2 separate regions of the Arachis hypogaea genome follow, and region 1 is linked to region 2. The links are chromatin contacts, called in public Hi-C maps. All regions are on one chromosome and are shown on one strand. Each heading gives the region's core, a stretch centred on a gene start, on an enhancer-like site or on the middle of the called end of the contact. The rest is flanking DNA. Distances are from core to core; before and after follow the strand shown. Region 1 holds the start of LOC112790545 (protein TIFY 10A). Region 2 holds the start of LOC112790542 (mitogen-activated protein kinase kinase 6).

The links. Hi-C and Micro-C count contacts between places; a contact is called where the count stands out from the background.
Region 1: a Hi-C map of leaf shows a contact between it and region 2, with 4 times the contacts expected there. The contact joins the promoter of LOC112790545 here to the promoter of LOC112790542 in region 2. A contact is called at or near these places in 2 of 8 Hi-C or Micro-C datasets (leaf and an unstated tissue).

Annotation. Positions count from the first base shown.
Region 1 is chr3:50,899,890-50,904,784 of arahy.Tifrunner.gnm2.J5K5, reverse strand. LOC112790545 (protein TIFY 10A) reads right to left here and starts at 3,175. Exons shown (of 5, transcript XM_025832992.3): 1 at 2,557-3,175; 2 at 1,939-2,116; 3 at 1,152-1,471; 4 at 988-1,045; 5 at 143-601. The coding sequence starts at 2,722. The coding sequence ends at 496.
Region 2 is chr3:50,674,900-50,679,956 of arahy.Tifrunner.gnm2.J5K5, reverse strand. LOC112790542 (mitogen-activated protein kinase kinase 6) reads right to left here and starts at 2,864. Exons shown (of 9, transcript XM_025832989.3): 1 at 2,581-2,864; 2 at 1,410-1,522; 3 at 1,058-1,142; 4 at 569-703; 5 at 1-53. The coding sequence starts at 1,489.

The DNA.
Region 1 (4,895 bases), core at 1,926-4,425, 220 kb before region 2:
CTCGTTTAATCCATATAACTAACTCCTATTGTTGTTATTAATGTTATTGTTTGTGTTTATTATTATTATGTCCCTGTCCGTTGCCATCTTTTTTGCCATCTTATGCCAAGGCAAATAGAGCGAATGGAAGACAATTCAAACAAGAATAAAAGCAGCACTACAATATGTATATATATATATTTGAATCCAAAATGATTAAGGTAATAAGAAGAAATTTAGAATCTTAACAATAATTAGAACAGGTAACACGAAATGAATCATCTTAACCTTTTCTTAAGAACATCAACGGAGAAAAATTAAGATGATCCATTTTCACATCTAACAAAACTAAGGTATAGTTAGATCTATGATATAAGCCCCAGCAACAGAGCCCAAAATTAAGATGGACAGACAGACAGAAAGGCTAACCCTATAGCCCAAAAAAGATTTTTAACAATGGGTACACAACCCCCAAAAAAAGGCACAAAGTTTATAATACTATATATATAGTTGCAATCATTCTTGAGATTTAGCACCCAACTCAAGCCATGACATGGATTCAGCTGGCTTGTTAGCGCTCCCAATGGGATTTGCTGCTTGATATGGACCCTTTGATGCAATTCTGCAAAATCAAAGAACATAAAATTAAGTCAATTGGGTAAAATCAACTTGATTAAAAGGTCAAAGCTTTAATTATATGTGAATTGCAGCTTCACTTTGTGCAAGGGGAAAAATCAATTCAAAGAAACTAATTTCATTTCATTTTTGAAGTACCTAAGTAATCAAGTTTGTTTGTTTCAGTCAAAGGATAAAAAGGAGATTTTCTTTTTTAGAGGAAACCAAATGAAACATGAACCAAAGAAGACCAAACATGTGAGAAGCCTTTTATCAATTAATTTGATTGGAGGATCACAGCTCTAAAAAAGGTTAAGACATACAAAACATTGAGAGACCAAGCAAAACACCAATCTTTAAAATTGTTCTTTATTTTTGGTTGAGAGTGCCTACCTATCCTTTCTCTTCTCCAGGAACCGATGAAGCGAAGCTTTTCTTGCAATTGGTAGATCTGCATCGAAAGGAAAATTTATGATCAGCAAAAACTTGATCCACAACAACACAAAAGGTTTTCTTTTCAGCCAAGTTACAAATAGTAGATCCAAAAGAATAATTACCACAAACAACAGGTCTGGACTGAGGTTTTGAGTGCTCGTGGATCGAACTGCTACCGGAACTTGCAACAATATTCACGTTAGGAAAGGCTTGAGCACTCGAATCAGCAGCAGATGTTCTGGCCAAATTAGGAGGAAATGAAGGCTGGCTCTGAGTGTAGGTGTAGACAGAGTTGTTCTGGGTTTGAGAGACTCCTTTCTTGGCAAAAGCCATGAGCTCGTTCGCCTTCTCAGCAGGACAATCATCGAGCACAACAACTTGACCATTATAGAAGATTGTCAATTGTGCAGTTTTCAGGCCCTTGCTCACAGACTTAACTGCACTGCAAGTCATGAATAAATAATCACACATTAGCCTAACCAAAAATTTTAATACAATTGGAGGGTTTTTGGTAATGACACCCGTTAAGGATTCGAGAACAGGAAAGTTTCTAACATAATTGAATGTATTAGTCATAGTCACATGAAATACAGGAGTGGGTACGCAATACACAGTACGCCATATGCATGCGGTACGCGTAAATTGGTACCCGGTACCCTACATAATTGGTGAATTCATGTAACTAGGTTATGGAATTAGTAACTTAACCTTTTATTTCTTCAATTCAATTTTTCCACTAGAACCCTTAAATTAAATTGCAATAAAAGTAGTTCCCAAATTGGGATTTAGATATGTGAAATTCAATTATTGATTAAATCTATAACAATTATGAATAGGTATGTTACACATAATAAGCTTTTTTCCATATCAATTATCAAATTGTTAAGGAATGGGAAGTAATAAACAAACCTGGAATTGATCAAGTTTGGAATTTCTTCAGAGGGAAGATTGGCACGATAAGCACCTTGTGGAGAGAGCAAACCCATGGCTGTGCCAGTGAGTGTGAGGCTTTTTGGTGCAACGTTGTTTTCTTTGGTAGGAAATAGGTTCATAGTTGTTGCAGACTGACACGATGTTTCAGGTGACCCTGCACAATTTCCAGATTCAGATAAATTCTTTTTCGAATTCAAAAAAAATCTTAACTTTGTAAGGACTAAGGAGAAATTTTTTGGATACTTAGGTAGCATACATAAATCCCCAAAAACTAAATAAAATTAGAAGAAATGAATTGCTTCCTTTCATGAAATTTGTTTTCTCCCTATTTCAAAATCAAGGGCAAAATTAATTAAGCCATGTGTTAGATCTGTGAGTTTGAGTTTGAAAAAGATTAATAAATCAATTTCCCATACAAGAAACTTTCAAACCCTTAAGAAAGGAATTAGTTAGTAACAAAAAAAACTTTCAATTTCTTTTTTTTTTTCCTTTAAAGTACTAGCCAAAAAAATATATATATAACCCAAAACGACATAATTTAAGAGCATCTTAAATTTTCGAAAATAATAATTGGGAGAATTTAATTATCCATACCACTTGGTTCGGTGTTGCATGTGATACCGAGGGTAAGATCTCCAAAGTTGCCCTTTTCTTTGATGTATTGACTCAACAAACTGCAAGTCTGAGAGAAGCTCGATTTTTCCGGTGACCTCGCCGGCTTCTGGCCGGAAAATTCCGAGTATTCCGACGAACTAGACATAGTAGCAGTATTCAACCTTAAAAGCACCCAAATATATTTGGCCGTATAGAAAGTTGAAGCAGCGTTAACAAATCCCTAATCAACGGTTGGAGATATTGAAGAGGATTCTAACAAAGAAGGAACCGCTATTTGTGTTTAAAGTACTGATGATCTTCGTCGCCAAGGACTTGATATATAAATGAGAAAACAATTATGACCAATTTTCATTGGCCCAATAAAAAATAAATATATTTGGTGTTGGAGGTGGGAAATTGAAGCACGAGGAATATGTGAGTGTTTTCTTTTTCTTTTATAAAAAAATAAATGAATAAAAAAAGTTAGAGGTTGCTTTTCTTGCTGCTGTTCTCGACTGTATTATTATGCTGTTTCATTTGGTCTCTCCAACCCGACTCTCGCATTACTTTAATTTAATCCATTATCATCATTATCTTTTATTTTTGTTTTTATTTTTATATTTGTTTGGCTTAGTTTGCGTAATTTTATTTTCCACCACGTGTTGTTTCCGCGTCAGTTAAAATTAACGGAAACGGCCAACTGATCCGTATTCCGTAAGGGGGCTGCCTTACTTTCCTTCCCATTTTTACTTTTGTTTCCTCTAATTAATTACCTAAAATATCCAACTAATAAATCAATTTTTTTCACTTAATAATTAGTTAAAAGATTATTTTTTTCCTCCAACATGGAAGAATGAAGAAAGAATAAAAATAAATAAATTTAAATTAAAATTAAATCCTAAATTTTTTATGACAAATACGTAATTTGATTATTTTAGTATTTGATTTTTCACTTTATTATTTTCTCCTTTTATTTTTTTTCTCTCACCAAAATTTAAGTTTAATTATTCCATTTCATCTTATAGTTTTATTTAATTTTTAATTAATTCTTTGAAATTTAAATAATTTAATAACATTTCTACCGTTTAAAAAATTGTTCATTTGAGACCGTATTTTTATCAATTATTAAAAGAAAAAATTAGCTAAAGTTTTTACCAATATTCTATATTCAATTACTGGCTTTTTAATTTCAATATGGTACCGGAACTTCTAACAGACGCCGTTATGGGGGAGGGAGGGGAATGACGAGAGTGTGGTGTCAGTGACCACCCAACTCGCACCGTGCGAGTTCCACTAAGCAAATCTCACCGTGCGAGTTCCGTCCAGCAAATCTGACCGTGCGATTGCCACCACCGAAGACACGTGTCGCGTAGCAGGAGCCACCCCAATTCGGTGCCCTTATAACAGCTCCCTCACTCATGCATTAACTTCTCTCACCCTCCGAGACATCACTCTCCCAGCTTTCGTTTTCAAACCTGAAGCCCCCATTGTTATTCATCTTCCTCCTCTCATTTCTGCATGTTTCAATACATGAAAGAATGCCCAAAAAAAATAAAACTAGAGATGTTGATCGACCTGAGCTTCATATCATGCATTATCTCAGTCACTCTGATTATGTAAGTTTTTTTTTAAGGTTTTTAAATTTTTTTATTTAAAAGTATTAATGTAAAATATTTATTTGTTATGATTGTTGTTATTAGAAGTGCAAATTAGAAATATCCATAGGATAGAATGATTATTACTATTTTTTAGGATTTATATGTATTTTTTAAGATTTATAGAATTTTTGGAATTAATTTTTAGAATATAAGTATTATTGTTAGTGAAATTATTGTTATTATTTAGTAAGTTTGGGACGTTTTTTATAGAGAGCACGGAAATTTTAGAATGTGAATTTTGAATGTTTTGTATTATTATTATAGTTATGTTTATGTTTAAATATAAATATAAGGAAATTAAAAAAATTGGACCCCCAACGGTTATAATTGTAACTAATATTGAGAATAGGTTTAATTTAATTTTTATAGTTATGTTTATGTTTAAATATAAATATAAGGAAATTAAAAAAAAAATTGGAGCCCCAACGGTTTAATTTAATTTTGAAAATAGGTTTAATTTAATTTTTATAATTCTATTTAAATTATTAAGTAGGTATATTGTAATGAATGAAGGTAAATGTTCTTGTTGTTGTGAGTTAGTCTTAGTTTGGGAAACTATTAATTAATTAGTATGAATGATGTTCCAAAAAGAATTTAGGCATAAAGTAATTGTTATAAATGTTTTTTATAATTCAGTGAAATATCTTTAGTTAACTAATGGTATATGCAGTAGTAGGTGGT
Region 2 (5,057 bases), core at 1,615-4,114:
AGTTCCTGAACAATCTGTTTTCGAATCTCCTCTTGTATGTTCATCTGAATGACCTGCAATGAAGAACAGAAGCAAAATGTACAGGGTTGAGACTTGAAAAACAATTTTTAAATTCAGTATGCTTTACTTTAAAATGTAATCCCTTACAGCAGCGCAAGATCACAATTTTAAACTGTGTTATTGAAATAGCTAAAAACAAAGATAACAAACAAATAATATAGATCAAATTTTAGGAGGAAGCAGAAAAGGCTGATCTAGAAAGTACTTCTGAAAAGAATTGCAGCATAAAAGACACAGTTTCATACTAAGGTTGCTGTCTGCATCATGTCAAGGCTCCAATCTAATTAGCTGATGATCCAAACCTGATCTTTTAGATAGCTGCCGTATTAAGATGAACATGTGAAACAAACTTCTGAAATAAGCATTGCACTTGTTTCAAAATTTTCATGTCATGAATCCATTTGTTTTAGAAAGGAACTTTAAGGAAACTATGTTGACCTTAAAATAATGTGTCAAATAAAAATCAGACGCAATTCAAATAAGGTTATTAAGTGCAGCATGTACTCGCCTTCAGAGCAAACAATCTTCCAACCCACTTATGTTGAACAAGTTGTACTACGCCACCACTACCTTTTCCAATCACTTTGATGGTCTCAAGGTCATCAAGGGAGAAATCGAATTCCAGTTCCTTACCATCAGAAGGCTGTCCAAACAGGAAAATTACAAGTCTAAGATTAGATGCTACAAAGAAAATGAAATTGAATCAAAGTCATCAAAATTGAAACTAACAATAATTGCTGCAAACGATAGTGCAATGTACATTGTTGAAGAAACTAGTAGAGAAAATTGCAACCAAGTAATCAAAACTGAACACCATAACTGATTGAAGATAAGCAATGTAGTTTCTAGATCCTAATAAAACAATGGAAGCTGGCTTTGAAATTCAACTCATTAGGCAAAATTTATGCAAAATTGAAAATAGTATATATATATATATATATATATTAGATTAGAAAGTAGAAACAACAAATGGGAATGTGGAAGAAATAAGAGCTACCCTTGATTCTTTCTCTTCAGATATGAGACGCAGTCCTTTCTGATTTAACAGCAGATCTCCATCATGGAACGTGCCACTTGCAGTCCTGATATAAAGAAAGTTTTCTTCTCATATAAAGAAGACAATTTCCCAAGCTCAAAACATGAAAAAAACAAGTAATCTAAGATACTGCATGTTGGAATTGTTGTCAAACTAACCCACGTGCTAAACTAGTATATTTTGGTAGGTAGCAACAACAAAGCATAAAGAGTGACATAAAGCTAAGGACGGCAATTTTACATGCGAATTTAAGTGGTGAAGCTAAGAAGACATGGGTGAGTGTTAATAGAGAAGATAGAGAGAATATAATTACAGGAATGAAGTGATGGGTGTTTCTTGAGCAGGAACAGCAAGCTTGAGCTGCTTCAATGGTGTTTTGGTCTTCATCTTCATTTGTTTCTTCGTTATTTCAGTGTCAAAGAAATGCTGAATTGATTCAACAATTTGAGCGCACAGAAAGAGGAAGAGAAAGTATTAGAAACAGAAGGAAAAAAACAAAGGTGGGGATACTTTTGGTATATTAGATTTATAGTGAGCATAACTTTGGTATATCATTAATTCAAATGAGGATGACCGCCAATATAATTTCTGCGTTATTTTATAGGGAATTGGATGGCATGGTCTTTAATTAAATAGTTTATCAAAGATAAACTGTAAGTCATTCAATTGACATACGTTATGTAACCAAGTAAGTCATTCAGAGGCCAACACTAAGACATATTCCCAAGTTCCTCCAACTTCTCAATTATTATGCTTCCCTTCATACTCGGCTGAAAGCTCATAATAATCTTGAGCCTATTAAGCATCAAATTGTTGAAACTATAAACCACAACATTCCTATATGTACTGGAAGTGAAAAAAAAAAAAAAAAACACCTTACAAAACAAAGCAGAATTTGTAGTTCCTTTTTGAGTCAGTGAGAATCATTAAGTATGTAACATGTTTGAGAATACTTGTGCATATTAAAATTCTCCACCCTTTTCTAGAATCAAAAGATAAAAAAATTAACAGGAGAGAAAAAAATGGAGCAGATTTTGTACATCATATCAAACTGGAACTGAATTTATTTACTTAAGAGTTTGTATTTATTTGGAGCTCCAAAACACATATCAAAAAGAGTAGAGGCCTTTGGTAGTAGATTACTGTTTCTGTTGCATTCAAATTGCTAGAATTGAAGAAAATTACGAGTAAATGAGGCTGAAACATTGAGGTACTGCTATGATAGTGTGACACAGCAAAAATCTACATAGTGATTCAAAAACTGTATAGTCAAAAGTGAACATTTTCTCAAATCCAGGGGACACAATGATATACAGATCAAAAGGGAAATGTTCAAACACCAACAAGGACTAATGTTTCCATGAAATTTGAAATAGGGTCTGAGAAATCAGTTAAAATTGAACGAACACAGCACCAGAAAATCAACTAACTAATCAAGCAAATTAACAAGTCAACACAACACAGCAAAGAGAGGACTCACCTACCAGAATTTCGGTGACAACGGCGAGCAGAACGGCGACGAGGGAGAGAAGCAGTACGGCGATCACGGCAAAGCAGCACGGCGACCACGGACGGTGGCAACCAGAATTGTGGTGAGTAGATCGGAAGGAGCTAGGGTTTGAGGTGTGTCATAGTGCAGAGCATGTGTGACTTTGTTTAGAATTTAGACTAGAGCATAGAGTTTAGACCGTTGAGAGTTGAGACTGAGACAGTAAAGGAGCCAAAAGGAAGTAAGGAACACTTTACTAAGCTAGCCAGCTTATCTTTTCCTTCAATTAAGTTGGCGCCCGCAGATAATTTAAACTAGTCTTTTTCTTTTTATTTATCTATTATATATTATATGTGTTGAGTTTGAAAAAGTGAAATAATGAGCAAATATTATTTAAATATAAATTAGAAAATTATTAAAATATTATTAATTGTTTAAATTGCTTCCAATGATTTGTTTTATGTTTTTGTTAGTATGCACGAAGCAAATTAGTTTTTAATATTGGGCTAAGATGCAATCAAACCCAATTTAATTATTGAATGGCGAGCCTTATACAAAATTTATTTCATAAATAGTGGCTAATATTAAAAGAGAAAGAGATCCAAAGAGGCTCAAGTGATGAGAGCCAGTTTGGTTACTAAACAAGTTTAGTCCAATAATAATTGTTCACTTCAAGTGGCTAAACAATTAAAAAGCAAAAAAAAAGAAGAAAATGGCCCAAAACCTTAGTCGTTTAGTGGTCATAAACCAAAGAGAATTCAAATTGTCAAAGTTATCATTCTTGGTTATTGAAAGTAAAAATCCAATTGAGTTTAATTTCATTAAAATTATGCTTCGGTTATTAATTCCTTGGTAACCGCAACTCCAAATTCAATTCAATTTAATTTGCATTGATGACTTCCAATGAAAGCTGTTCTCTGTTCTCTTTCCTCTCTCTTTCTTTCGGTCACATCTTTCATTAAAAAAAAAAGAAAGAAGAAAATTAAAGCCACAGAGAAAAGCCTATGTAGAAAGGCTAAGAAAGATTATTTCCATAGAAGGAAAGATTTGAAGAAAGGCTTAAAGATTTGTTGCCAAGGAAGGAAAGAAATGCATCGGTTCATGAAGCAAATCTATCTTGAAAGCGCAACAAAGATTCATTTCCATTTTTGTGAAAAAGATAGCCTTTGAGTCTCAGGTCGGGAAGAAGTAAAAATGGGAAGCTTGAAGCCAGGCTGGGTCAGACACTTATCAATATTCAGAATCAATTCTTGGGGCCAAAGTCAAGATCAATGGCCACGATTGAAGAAAATAGATGAAAAAGGTTGAGAGAGGTACATACATGTAGTTTCGATTTTTTCTCTCTTTTTCTTTTGTTTAAATTGTGACTTAACTTATGTTGGAGAAGAAGTTGCTGGGTTGGTTGAACCGGTTTCAACTTTGGAAGCTTGCCCTTCTATAATAAGGGTGAACGGCCAAGGGTTGAGATCAAGAAGTGAGAGCACACGTTTGGGTTCCCAGAGCTATTTGAGCTAGTTATTCTTCTCCTTCATGGCTTTTATTGAATATTTTTTTTCTCAGTGAGTCTGTCTGTGTTTCATTGGTAAAAGACAAAATGTGAGATTTTGAAAAAAAAAATCCAATGAGTGGAAAAAAGGTAGAGAGTTAAAGAAAAATCCGTAGTTATCTAAAAAATTCTTTGTATGTATTTTCATTTTGTTGTCATGATCCTGAGGAGATTCCCTTGCAAGTTAGGTTAGCACTTTGTGGTTGAAAGCTAGGTTTGAGTCTTACTCAAGTTCAGGTTGGGTTAGAATCTGGACTTGTTCCCTTGCAAGTTGGGTTAACACTTTGCAGTTGAAAGCTTAGTTTGAGTCCAAGTTAGGTTCATATTGGGGATAGAATCTGGATTTGTCCCAGATAGGAATGGGTAGTTCCTAGGGAGAAGTTGGTGTTTGTAATCTTGAAAAAGAGATAATGAAATTCCATTATTGTTGTGGTGGAGACTGGATGTAGGCCACACTGCATCTAGTGGCTGAATCAAGATATATCTGGTGTTAATTCTTCTTCTCTACTCATTTCTCTGTTTCTGTTAATCAGGAGACGAAAACAAAAGTGTCTCTCAACTCGACACGAGACAAAAGCAGAAATATCTCCTAAAGTTTGGTTGAAAAATCAGAGATTGAGATTCAGCAAAAAAGGGGTTAAGATTCAACACCCCTTCTCTTAGCCACTGATTACCATCAATTGGTATCAGAGCTTGGTCTCAAAGAGACCAAGCTTCATAGTTTGGAGGAAAGATCTTGATGGTGAACAACATGGATTTCAACACAGTGGCTTATACTCTGACAGAATGATAATCCAACAACAGATATCCATTCTTCAAAAAAAAAAAAAAAACCAGTCACTGATGGTGGTGTCACTCCTAAAACCGAAGCAGATTGGAACAAAGATGACAAGAAGGTGAAACTAAATGTCAAGGCTATTAACATG